Linked DNA regions of Mus musculus: region 1 is linked to region 2. Evidence: chromatin contacts called from public promoter capture Hi-C data. All regions are on one chromosome and are shown on one strand. Each heading gives the region's core, a stretch centred on a gene start, on an enhancer-like site or on the middle of the called end of the contact. The rest is flanking DNA. Distances are from core to core; before and after follow the strand shown.

Region 1 (6,966 bases), core at 2,883-5,382, 880 kb after region 2:
TTTTACCAGGCAATTTTTCCTCTGAACAAAAAGCTAATCAACTCTTGCTCTTCCCTTCTTCCTCCCTCTCTGTCCCCTCACCCCTTCCCTCCTCTCTCCCCAATTCCTCCCCACCCCCATGTGCTCATGGACAGCCTCTACTCCTCTTCTCCTCTAGTTCTCTCAGCCTTTCTCTGCCTCTACTACCCCCTTAACTTCCCTCCCCATGCCCTAGATAAACTCTATTCTGTACTTTTATTTTTTTAAAAAGCTAATCAAGTCATTAGTAGTCCTAAACTCAACCAGAAATATTAAAGAAACAAAGAAAGAGAAAAGAAAAAGAAAGGAAGGAAGGAAAGGAAAAAGAAAGGAAGGAAAGAAGAAAGGAAGGAAGAAAGGAAGGAAGGAAGGGAGAAGGAAGGAAGGAAGGAAGGAAGGAAGAGGGGAGGAAGGAAGGAAGAAGGGAGGAAGGGAAGAAGGGAGGGAGGGAGGAAGGAAAGAAGGAAGGGAAGAGAGGGAAGGGAGGGAGGAAGGAAGGGAGGGAGGGAGGAAGGAAGGAAGAGATGCTATTGAGAGGCAGAGTTAGGAGAACAGTTGCAAGTTAAAGCCTAGCCAGGGCTACATAGTGAGGCCATACCTCAAAGGACAAAAAGTTAGATTCCTTAAAATCTCCATGAAACCTATAAGTTTACACTTAAAACTAACAGCATTTGAGACTATACAATCTATAAAGCAAATTCAGACTTAGCAATCTGAGTCAGTATAGCAAGTAATCGAATAATGATATCCAAGCCGTCAACTGTTTATAGGCAAACAGAAAGGGAATTCAGCTGTGAGATTTAACGGACATAGCTTGCTACCATAATTTAGGGGACTCTAAAAGTACAGCCCTACATACTGCATAAACTCCTAGGATAGATTTTTTAAATTCTCACATCTTGCATGTTACAACATTCAAAATAAAATAAAATATTAGAGTTACTTTAAAGTACCTAAATACCACAAGAATATTTTTTTATCTCTAGATCAACTCTGTATGTAAAATATGCAAGCACAGTTACTTCATTCAGTGGCCGGATGAAGTAGCCATGACTTAAGTTCACGTGCATGATAATCTTAATTCATCTATTTGAATAAAATGATGGAAATAGTCATCTAGTCCCTTATTTTTCTTCCCTTTCATTCTGTACCGTCTCACACACATCTGGCTAAATTTATAAGTATACAGAATAACACTATTCACAGGCTACAGGATAAGCAGTTAGTATTGTGTCCTGACATCATGCATCTGCTTAGAGTGATGTCACTATTCCCCCAGCTCATTCCTGGCTACCTTCTAATGTCTCTGGGCCACACAAGTATAGTTGGGATTCTGCATTCAGCCTTTCCTCTGTATTCACAACCAGTTCATACCTCACAGAGCTACATTTATGCTGGATCCAGTGAATGCTTGCTAATCAAAACCCTTAATAACATTCTTGACCTCAGAGGATGATTTCCACTGGCCACTGTCAGTGTCAACTAATGAAATCTGAGCCAAGACACACCCCAGGTAATATGCTTAAGAAAAATGATTCCAGTAAAAACTACAAAAGGAAAAAAAATATCAATGTAGAAGTTACATAAAGAATACTGCATCCTTAATTTTAGTAAGCTTGTTGATTATAACCATCTTGAAGTTTCCTAAGCAACCATTCCAAAGCACAGGCAAAACCCAAACGTGGCTCAATGTCTAGAAGTTTGTTGCTGAAAGCATGACAGAAAACTGTTAGATATGGTTGCAGAAGGGGGATCTGGATTGTACAGATTTATCCCATGGGCATATGACACTATAACATAGATGTTATAGACAAAATCACAGAAATAATACAAAGGAAAACTAGGTTAAGACTGAAAGAACTGGAGTCATCTAGCTGGGAGCAAACTTATGAAAGCATACACGTCCACGGATAGAGTCACCCTCACTACAGACCTGCAAAGCCATCCTTTGCTTTCCAAACTTCGGTGCACTTAAGAAATTATTATAACCTAATGGTTTTAAAACAGCTTCTGAAACAATTGCAAGGGATGGTATTGAATCAAGTGGAATAACATAACACATTGAATAGCCAGTGTAGCTTCTAAGGACAGGTGACTCTAACAATCATCAGGGAATGTGCTAGGACTCGTGTACTTCCTGTCACTTAGGAGCATCTGATCATCTTTTAGTGCAGTACTTAACCATTGATGCTCTGGGAGTTCACAAAGTTGATAAATACTCTGATTCAGGCAAAAGAAAGAAGAAAAAGGAAGGAAGGAAGGAAAGAAGGAAGGAAGGAAGGACAAAAGGAAGGAATAAAGGAAAGGGGAAGGAATAAAGGAAAGAGGAAGGAAGGAAAGGAAGGGAGGGAGGGAGGGAGGAAGGAAGGAAGGAAGGAAGGAAGGAAGGAAGGAAGGAAGGAAGGGAAAGGAAGGAAGGAAGGAAGAAAGAAAGAAAGAAAGAAAGAAAGAAAGAAAGAAAGAAAGAAAGAGAAAGAAAGGAAGGAAGGAAGGAAGGAAGGAAGAAAGAAAGAAAGAAAGAAAGAAAGAAAGAAAGAAAGAAAGAAAGAAAGAAAGAAAGAAAGAAAGAAAAAGAAATCAAGCTGAAGTTTCCCGTTTCCTAGGGAAGTGAAGAATTCTTACCTTTCTGTACACCAGCATGTTGGGTGATTCGTCCGCCACCCCGTTGCTGGTCTGTCCATAATTATTTCCCTGAGCCATTTCACCCAGAACTTGGTAGCTCAGATACAAGGATGATCAATCTGCCCTGCAAAGAATTAGAGAGCCTCTAGTGAGAGCCTGGTAGTCCTGGGGGGAACAGACATCCGCCAACACACACACACACACACACACACACACACACACACACACACACCTTCATGTTCACAGTACCCAAACCACGGGAAGAATTCTTTCATTTCTGGGATGAGGAGAACACCAGACATGGAGTTTTTCTTTTTTAAAGAAATACAAAGGCAGAAGTTTACATCTGTAGTAGCCCCAGGAAATCTCAACAGACAACCTTCCAGTTCGAAATAGTCAGCTAGCTAAGGTTTTTGTGGACTTCATTTTGTGAATACTCTCTTTTTAAAAGTATTAGGTACTTACTTAAAAACCCCATGGTTGGCACTTCCCTAATACCCACTGTTCTCCCTGGATACTTGCTGCTCCACTTGATGCGGTTCTCCCCAAAGGGCAGAAAGCCAACACCCGCTGCAGCCCACTTTCTCCTAGTAGCCAGCTAGTTTCCCATGGCAGGCGCGACAGAGGCCCCTTCCCCACAAGTGTTCTTTTCAGGCACATGTTTGTTCTCCATTTCTTGGGCTCCCCACACAGCCTGGGCATACATAGGCTTTTCCACTTTCACCTGCTTTCACTGCCAGCCCATGGCTCCTCTGTGCTCCCACCTCGGTGCGCTAAGTCTGGACCTGATCCTGACTAATCTTTGGAAGAAAGCTTCCAAATTAGGTCCAAGCAACCCAAGGCTGATGGGAAGTCAAGCCTTGAGCAATCACCTGGCTCACCTCCGAGAGCAAGCTAACTGCACAAGCCTGGAACAATCAGCCAGAAGAGCAGAGAAATCTGGGTCCCAGCTCATCCTGCTCGGCCCTTGCTCTCGGAGGCAGCAAATGGCAGGCAGCCTTGCCCCTCATCCAGGCACTGGCCACACCGGGCAGCAGTTTCAGCACCGTGGACCGCGGCGTGCGCAGCGCCCCAGCCCGGCCGGCCGGGCGCGCCACTCATTGGGGACCGTGACTCCCGTCGTCGCAGGGCGAGGACCGGGTGCGGGACCAGGGGTCCCGGGGACTCCAGGTGGCGCCGCCTCCTCCCCTTCCGCTCCCTCCGGTTACCTCCTCGGCCAAGGTCACGGCCCCGCGGCTCCCCTCCGGGTGTGCTGAGGGCAGGCGCTGTCAGCTGGCTGCGAGCGGAGCTGCGAGGCAGGGCAGCCTCATCACACTCGCGCTGCTCAGGCCACCGCCACCCTCGCCGCGGTGCACAGGCGGCCCCGGCAGCCGCCGCTCGCGCCCGCTCCCCCGGGCCGCCTCGCTCGTTCCCTCCTCCGCTTCTCCTCCCGGGGACTGGGACCAGTCGAGCGCGCGCGGGAGTCGAGACGCCTGGCCCGTGCGCGCGCGACTGGGAGGAGGGAGGAGGCGACAGTCACGTGGGACAGGGACGCCCGAAGGTGCCGGCTCGGACGGGCTCGGCTTCGCCGCCGCCACACCCCTGGGTGTCCCCGGCCTCCCGACCCCGCAACCCCTCGGGAGCACAGGCCCTGTCCCCCGCGCTGGCAAGCCCACGCGCCGCCGCAGGCCTGGAGAGCCAAACTGAGCTAAGCAGGAGGAAGGGCTTGGCGGAGGGTGGGTGGATGGGTAGGTGGGTGAAAGGGTGGGTGAGTGGGTAAATGGATGAATGGATAAGGCCCCCTGCGGCTGGCAGGTCTGCATCGCGCTCCTGGCGACCCTGCTGGCAGAACTAGGGAAGCAAATGATTGATAATCCTTATGCTTAAGTAACAGCCCAGAGAGATGCTGGAATATCCCAGAAGTGAAAGCAATGGCCAGGACCAAATGACTCATTGGCAGGCCCCCTTCCTCACTCCAGCCTGTTTGCCCATGACTTTCACTGCCTCCTATTAAGTTGGAAATACCGGGAAGGAATTTGGAGGCCTCTACCAAAAGCGAACAATCTCACCACCTGTGACATTGAAGGCCCATGGCTGATGTCTGGCTGGTCTAACCTACTGGGCTCAGAGAAACTTGTCTTTAGTCCTTGTCCTCTACTGGGGTTCACAGAATCACAAAGGGTCTGGGGTTGCTGATACCCCGAACCCCAGAAATTCTTCAGGTTTCCGGCACTAATTTTTCAAGGACTGGGAAGACATTAAAGAAAAAAGTTTTTGTCCTCGTGAAATGTACCCAGCTTTCTGGGACATTAGGAAGTTGTGGGAATCTGAACATCTGAGAAGGCTTCCTCTATAGGACTGAGGATAAAGACGATTTAGCCAGTGTGATTTGTGTGTGTAGGCGGACTAAACCTAAGGCCCCTGCCAATGAGCTGCATCCCATTCACAACCCTCTCTACCAGCACCTTCGTTTGTTTGTTTGTTTGTTTGTTTGTTTTTCACTTTTGAGACAGCGTCCAACCAGGCTGGTCTTAAACTCAGTTTAGCCCAAACAGACCTTAAATTCAACATTCTCCTGCCTCAGCCTTCCAAACAGCTGGGATTACAAACCGGTGGCACCAGAATTGGCTATCCAGTGCCATCTGTGGCTGCTTCTCCAAGCAGGGTAAACCTTAATATAACTGCTATCCAAATATCTGTGGGTACCAGTCACGTTTCCAGCCTCACCCAGGCTCTTTCAGGTGTCATTCAAAGTAGCATTTATCTATCCGTACCCATGTTCTAAATACTACAGGATCACGTTCCCAGGCCAGGTTACCCACAGCCATGTCTGACTTCTCTCCCTACTTTCCATCAATTTCCCCAAATCTTTCCACTGTTAGGGAAATTCTCTTTGTTTCCATTCTCTCCTAATAGTTTCTTGGTGGTCTTACTCTAGCTGAAACCGGCTGCTCTCTCTTCAGCCCCCTGCCTCCCTTCCTTCCTTTCCCCTTGCTCTCTCTACTGTCTGGATACTCATGTGCTTTTAGATATAGATAGATATGGAAAAAGTCACTGGGTGTGCTCACCACTTTGCCCTAAATGAAATGGCCTGAAGGAGCCTGTAAGGATAGTTACAGTTGCCAGGAAAGAACTAAGGAGGAAGATTCAATTCAGGAGACAACTCATAACTCTATCAGTATGCAATATTATATTTATCACCTTACAATTTCCAGGGACTCGCATTATTCAGATCTAGACTAGAAGAAATAGCCTAGATACCACCAAATCCATCTGTATCTTATATTTTAACGTTCTCATGATTCTCAACTGTCATTATTCAAATTAGTCTTACTATTTTCTCTACCATCCATTTATGTACTGTAATATTTTTGTTAAACAAATGAAATTCTTAAATGTGGTACTATATGCATTTTATATGCCAGATGGGACCTTCTGAGCACTAGGCAAAAGACCTACCTATAACCTCATCAACCCCCCAAAGGACATTTAAAAGGGGGTTTTTTGTTTGTTTGTTTGTTTTGTTTCATTTTAAACGTCAAACTTTAATAGTTCCACCAAGAGAAATAAATCTAACTTCAATGGTTTCACCTAGGGAAGGAAGTTCAATTGTATCAATATTTTTGAAATAATAGAAACAGTACCTATTTTTATGAACATCTATTTTTATAAATAATTGGAAGCTTAGGCATCCTAAGTTATTACCCACCGATGCAGGAACCCATTTTTATTCTGAAAGTATTTATTTATTTTTATTTATTTACTGTGAATGGAAGATTCCTATTCTTCTACAAAGAATTTGAACAAATCCAGTAGGTAGCTTTGATCTTCAGGGAGTGTGCAATCAAGTTTGGGGAGAAAAACAGATGCCCCCCTCCCATACCTTCCATCAACCCAATCAACAGGTTCCATGCAGAGCAGCCAGAGTGTTCATTTCAAATGTAACTGCTATGTGATTTCTCTATCCAGCACCTCCCAAAGGATGTAAGCCAGTCAAACTAAAGGGTGTCCTTGAGACACCAGCAGCAGGTAGGGTTAGATGAATATGCGGTTACCATTCTGAATTTCATATGCTAATCTGGTGTCCTCGTTTTCCTTTTTATTGCTGTGATAAAATGGTAAGCAAGACCGATTTGGGGAAGGAAACGGAATATTTGGTGTACAGTCCATCATCAAAGAAAGTCAAGGTAGAAACTCGAGTCAGGAACCCAGAGGCAAGAACTGAAACAGGGACCTTGGAGGAGCTCAGCTAAATGACTGACCTCTGCTGGCTTGCTTACCTACTTTTCCTATACAGTCAAAGGATGGCACCACCCTCAGTGGGCTTAGTCCTCCTACAAAAATGCC
Region 2 (6,422 bases), core at 2,926-5,425:
AGTGTTCAGCTCAGTCCTAAGTTCTTCCCCTTCCTCACAAAGCACCACTCACTATCCCCCGTTCTCTAAACTGTACTTGTAATGCAACATTTAGCAGGTTTAGTTTATCATTGATTTTATGCTGTTTTAAGCCACACAATGCAAATGCAATGTGAGGGGAAATTGCTAATCTCTCAGCTGGAGTGTTTCTCAACATCAGAAAAAGGGAAGATGGATCATTTGAATCCTGTATCATAGGATCATGCATTTACCCAAATGTTTTTACTAAACACAATTTTAATTATAACATTCTAGCTTTCCCTACGATAAAACTTGTTTTTCTTCTCTCCTTCCATTCATTACATGGTTCATATTTACGACTTTATGCATACTTGGCAAATAAACTACTACTGAGACAAAGACTTAGCCCCAAATAAGTAATTGATGTGGTCGTTTAGCTTTTAAATTTTACTCTTTTGGAAAAGAACACAATTCATTTCTCCCACACAACTTCATCTGAAAAATTGGTATCATTTCTACCAATTAGGCTTTGATACTAAACGAGTTGAACACACTGGCTTGGTGCTTGGTGAAATGTTTTAGTGGATAAGTTGGAAAGTTTGAAGGATGTTCCTCTAAGCTGAAAATTTCAGCTTTTGAATCTTAATCAACCCAGAAATTTGAAACTTTTGAGGTGACAGTCACAAATTAGAGTCCAAGTTTTATATTTGTTCCAAAGAAGCTTTAAGTATTCAAACCCCCACTGTCACTCACACTCAGCATGGCTCTTAGTGTTTTCTACTCTAAACCTCTCTGTGACATCATCCAGCAGGTTAAACCTAGCTGCAAGGGAATCTTTAAGTGTCATTTTCTTCCTATTTCTACAAACAGAAGAAGGGAGCATTTAGTTGGGCAGGCCAATAATTGCAACAGTATCTAGAGCGGACTCCACTCAAGAGATTGTTCTAAGCAGTTCAGCCCCAGTGTGTGAGAACTGGTTCCAAGATGCTGTGGCTCTGAAGGAGGCAGACAGCTTGAGGATCACAATTTATTAGATACTTAGTCACAGAACTGAGGTCCTTGGAAGCAGCAGAAACAACGAATCCCCTTGATTAGAGTCAGAAGTAAAGTTGTGTATACTGGTGAAGTCAGATGTGGCTTTATCCGAGCAAGCGTACAACTGGCTTATTTCACACTAATATTAATGCCAGGGACATTCCTAGCATTAAAGCCCAGTCATAAAGCTCCACATACCACTCCAATAGTCTTGTCTCTTATAGTGTGTTGGGAAACTCTAAGGGAAGGCTGATGAGGCTTACATAAGAATAATCAGGATATCATAACCCAACATGGCTGCCGCCATGTCAAAGTGAACCCCTCCAGAAGACTTTGCCTGCTACCAGTTACCTTGTGAAATATGACTTTTTTTTAACCTCTTACTGACTGGCTATATAATTACAAATTTTAAAATATTCCCTGTTGCTGCTACTATAATTCCTACTGTCACTAGCTTTGAGTATGTTTGAGTAATGGTCTATGAATATGTGGCCATAAATCTTTGTTAGGACTATAATAGCTGTTACAGTGTGTAGCCATTATAACAAAATCATTTTCTTCTTTCACTTTATTTTTCCAGATGACCAGTGATTTTATTCTAGTTTTACTATATTTAAATTGATGATAAAAATGGATAGCTTAATTAATAGCATTTAAGTATTGGGTTTGGGAAGTCTCTTCTGTAATTTTTTTTTTTTTACTGCATTTCACTCATCAATAAACTTACACTTTTACTTTCTCATTTGTTTATTTTGTGTGTGTGAAGGCACATGAATGTCACAGTGTGCTCGTGGAAGGAAGAAAGCAACTGACATCAGTAGGCTCCCTCCTCCTAGCATGTGGGTTCTGGGGATCAAATGCAGGTTGTTGGACTAGCTAATAAGTGCTTTTACTTGCTAAGCCATCTCACTGGGTCTTCAAGGAACCTTTTTATAACCACTAGTGGAAATGGATAAGAACTCTGATTAATATTTAGAAGCCACATTTACCAGCATACAAGGAAAATGAGGATACTACACATTTGAGTAATGTGGTGTGAAGAAAAAAAAGCTGAATGGTCAAGGACTTGTTTAGGCGAGTTTCAGTGTTAGAGTTTCTCATTTTGGTTATGTTACTTTTGTTTGATAACATTCTAACTATAGCATGGAAATTCGTACAATGGTCAAATTGGGAATAAAATAGGGTAAATAAAATAAGGATATCTTTTACCATGGACTACATAGAAAATATATTACACCACTTGTATATATTAATATTATGGCCTTTTGTGTAGATATTGTTGAAAATAATGAAGTAAGGATTTACATGTGTGCCTAAGTTTATATAAATCATATGTATGCTTAACATTTGCCCATTCAAAATGTCTATCTCTATAACTTTTGGAGAACCATCAGTGAACACTTTTTGAAATGCTTTGAGTAAAATATTAAAATTGTAGAAAATGTGATAATAAGATTATGATATACATTCATAATATATATGCCCATTGTTTTGTGTGTCAATAACCTATCACTTATTCTTATTGGAGACTCTTACCACTTCTAAAAGCTAGTGATTGCCTTTAATATTCAAAGGTAACTTCCAGAGCCTTTGGGAGAATGCCCTAATAGCATCAATAGCATAATCAATAGCAATAGCATAGTCAGGAAGGCAAAGATTTATCTTGTAGAATATTCTTCCCTGTTCAGGGGTACTATTCTAATTTTATTTCTGTTATTGTGATAAAATACTCTTACCACAATCGAGTCATTGGAACTATTCTAGTTTTATTTTTGTTATTGAGATAGAACACACTTACCAAGACCAAATCATCAGGGAGAAATAACATATGCCTTGTAATTTTGGGTTACAGTCCATTATCCAAGAGAACTCAAGGCAGAAACCTGAAGCAGCGAGTCAGGATGCACCCCCAGTTTGGAGCAGAACATCCATTCATTTCTCTCTTCTCTGCTAGCTTTCTTTACTTATCTACAGTTCAGGGCCCTATCAGGGTGGGTACTTCATCCCACATCCATGAAAGTAACCAAGGCAACCACACATAGACTTGTCCACCGGCTGACTTGATTTAGGTACTTCCTCTTTATCACTCTTTTCCCAGGTGATTCTAGGTTGTGATAAGTTGACATTTAAAACTAACCTTCAGTGTCACCCATCCTCGGTGGCATTGTATAAAGGTGAGACAGACAAAGATTTTAGGAGCCAATGGGAGTATGTCTGAACCACTTTAAAATCCAAGGGTAGAAAAGGGGGTACACCCTGAAATTACCGTAAAATCTTTCTGTGGCAGGATATTTCTGGAGGCAGTCCCAGTGTGACTTTGTGTAATTTTCCCATTCCTCTTTAGATATTTGTATTTTTCCACTGTCTTACTAATTGTGGCTGCCCTTGTCTCTTAGGAAGTTTTCGATGTGAAGTCTGAAGGACAGGCAACTGTAATTCAGCAACTGGAACAGACCATCGAGGATCTACGCACAAAAATAGCTGAGCTAGAGAAGCAATATCCAGCCCTGGACTTGGAGGGACCCAGAGGCCTCTCAGGACTTGAGAATGGATTGACAGCCTCTGCAGACGTCAGTCTAGATGCTCTTGTATTGCATGGGAAGGTTGCACAGCCTCCAAGGACTCTTGAGGCAAAATCAATACAGACTTCCCCAACAGAAGAAGGTAGAATCCTGACATTGCCACCTCCAAAGGCACCACCAGAGGGTCTTCTGGGGTCCCCTGCAGCTGCAAGTGGAGAGTCAGCCCTTCTAACCTCACCCTCTGGACCTCAGACAAAATTCTGTTCAGAGATTTCTCTGATTGTGTCTCCAAGGAGAATATCAGTACAGCTGGATGCCCAACAGATACAGAGTGCATCACAACTACCACCACCTCCTCCTCTCCTTGGGTCTGATAGTCAGGGACAGCCCTCCCAACCTTCTCTGCATACTGAGTCAGAAACCAGCCATGAACATTCTGTTTCCTCCTCCTTTGGAAACAACTGTAATGTCCCACCCGCACCACCTCTGCCTTGTACAGAGTCCTCCAGTTTCATGCCTGGCCTGGGCATGGCAATTCCCCCACCTCCCTGTCTCTCTGACATAACAGTGCCTGCTCTGCCCAGTCCTACAGCCCCAGCCCTACAATTTAGCAATCTACAGGGACCAGAAATGCTGCCAGCCCCTCCCCAACCTCCTCCTCTTCCTGGGCTAGGAGTACCCCCTCCTCCCCCTGCCCCTCCTCTCCCTGGAATGGGAATACCTCCCCCACCTCCTCTCCCTGGAATGGGAATACCTCCCCCACCTCCTCTCCCTGGAATGGGAATATCTCCCCTACCTCCTCTCCCTGGAATGGGAATACCTCCTCCCCCTCCTCTACCTGGAGTGGGCATACCCCCTCCTCCTCCTCTTCCTGGAGTGGGCATACCCCCTCCTCCTCCTCTTCCTGGAGTGGGAATACCCCCTCCTCCTCCTCTTCCTGGAGTGGGAATACCTCCTCCCCCTCCTTTACCTGGAGTGGGAATACCCCCTCCTCCTCCTCTTCCTGGAGTGGGCATACCCCCTCCTCCTCCTCTTCCTGGAGTGGGAATACCCCCACCCCCTCCACTTCCAGGAGTGGGAATACCCCCTCCCCCTCCTTTACCTGGATCAGGCATACCCCCTCCTCCTGCTCTACCTGGAGTTGCTATTCCTCCACCACCTCCTCTACCAGGTATGGGGGTTCCACCTCCCGCCCCACCTCCCCCTGGGGCAGGCATCCCCCCACCCCCACTGTTGCCTGGCTCAGGTCCTCCACACTCCTCACAAGTTGGGAGTAGCACTTTACCAGCAGCACCTCAAGGGTGTGGATTTCTTTTTCCTCCATTGCCCACTGGCTTGTTTGGATTAGGGATGAATCAGGACAGAGTGGCTAGGAAGCAGCTGATCGAGCCTTGCCGGCCAATGAAGCCTCTCTATTGGACAAGAATTCAACTCCATAGTAAAAGGTAACCCAAAAGCAAGCTTGGACCTTTGGTTTCTTTCCACCAGGGGACACTTACTGTAGAACTTCATGGGAAAGTATAATTAAATGAATTATATATACAACTATAAAACATGTAAGATTTTAACATCAGTGTTTCCTGGAGCAATTATTTAACCTTTGCAGACTTTTCTCCTACAGTATCAAAGGTAGAAAAAAAATGGCATTTTTACATCTCTGTCTGAGATTAAATTATATCTATTATACTGGTTTATTTTTTTGTTGTTTTAAGGATAGAGGGGTCTATTTTTCTTAGCATACATGCTTTTGCCTGTAGTTGCAGGTCTTGACTGCCCCATATGCTCAAACCATCTGAAGCAAGGCTTGCCTGTAAAAGCACCCAGGGCAGAGAAGCAGGCATGTTTGTGCCATAAATAGCGTACACTCTTTGCTTTTGCTAATAAATTATTATCAACCAATTGCAAGAATGTAAACAGAAAACATAGGCAAACTGACTCTATGGGATGAACTCGCATTAGGATTCTGTCTTGTTCATAAAAAGTCTTTCTTGAGAAACACACCACCTGAAACTATATGTAATTTATGTGTATTAAGTAACTTACCTTTGAGAGTGCCCTGGGACTTCTGGGGGACAAGGCCAAGTCACACCATCATGGTTGGGAATGGCCATTGTGAAGTAAGACCTTTTCACCCAGGGTGTTCAGGTTTGTCCACATGCAATCTAATCCCCGGTCTCTGAGACTGTGCTGGGAAGCTTGGTCATTAAATCCAGGGAGAAAGGTGCGAAAGGCACCTGCTTTGGATGCCACTGGCTTTTAAAATTCTATTTTATTATAATTCCTTGATGTATTTGAACGAAGGGGTACACATTTAGGAACAAGGTTCCATTGCAATTTTTGTATTGATTTTCCTCTTCACTAAACCTTTTCAGGAGAGGATATTGTTGCGATCATAAAAAGATAAAGGAACATCAAGATAGTTCTGCCGGGGTGTGGTGAGGTGTGGCGGAAGGAGATGTCTCTGTGCGCTGATGCCAAGACATCCCTTCCCCCTGAGGGATCAGCTACACGACCGTGTAGCATAGAATAGAGTTTATTTAGGGCATGAAGAGGGGAGTTAAGAGAGTAGTAGAGGCAGAGAAAGGCAGAGAGGAGAGAGGAGAGAAGTAGAGGCCGGCCATGACCACGTGGAGAGAGGGGGGAAGGGAATGGGGAGAGGAGGGGGAGCAAGAGGGCAAGAGACAAGAGTAAGAGTTAAGAGAGACAAAGAGAGTGAGGAGGGGGCAAGCAGCCACTTTTATAGTGGGCCAGGCCTACTTGGCTGTTGCCAGGTAACTGGGGAGGACCATACCAGAGTACCAACAGATACACTCTATATCCTGACCCCCATTTCTGGTCTATTCTTCATATGAGTGTCTTGCAATT

The links. Promoter capture Hi-C pulls out the DNA fragments that hold promoters and counts their contacts.
Region 1: a contact with region 2 is called in a promoter capture Hi-C map of epiblast stem cells, with 5 times the contacts expected there. The contact joins the promoter of Rgs7 here to the enhancer-like site in region 2. A contact is called at or near these places in 10 of 39 promoter capture datasets (the 3T3-L1 cell line, HPC-7-derived erythroid cells, cranial neural crest and 5 more).

What each region holds. Positions count from the first base shown.
Region 1 is chr1:175,488,413-175,495,378 of GRCm38.p6, forward strand. Rgs7 (regulator of G protein signaling 7) reads right to left here and starts at 4,133. Exons shown (of 18, transcript NM_001347195.1): 1 at 3,849-4,133; 2 at 2,641-2,764. The coding sequence starts at 2,718.
Region 2 is chr1:174,604,951-174,611,372 of GRCm38.p6, forward strand. It overlaps Fmn2 (formin 2), which reads left to right. Exons shown (of 18, transcript NM_019445.2): 5 at 3,432-5,002. Among named protein-coding and RNA genes, the nearest start is that of Fmn2, 110 kb to the left of the region's middle. Within about 2 kb of position 4,176, at least 3 of the 459 cell types and tissues checked have an H3K27ac peak or open chromatin away from gene starts, as enhancers often do. A contact at or near this core is called in epiblast stem cells, where this site is marked.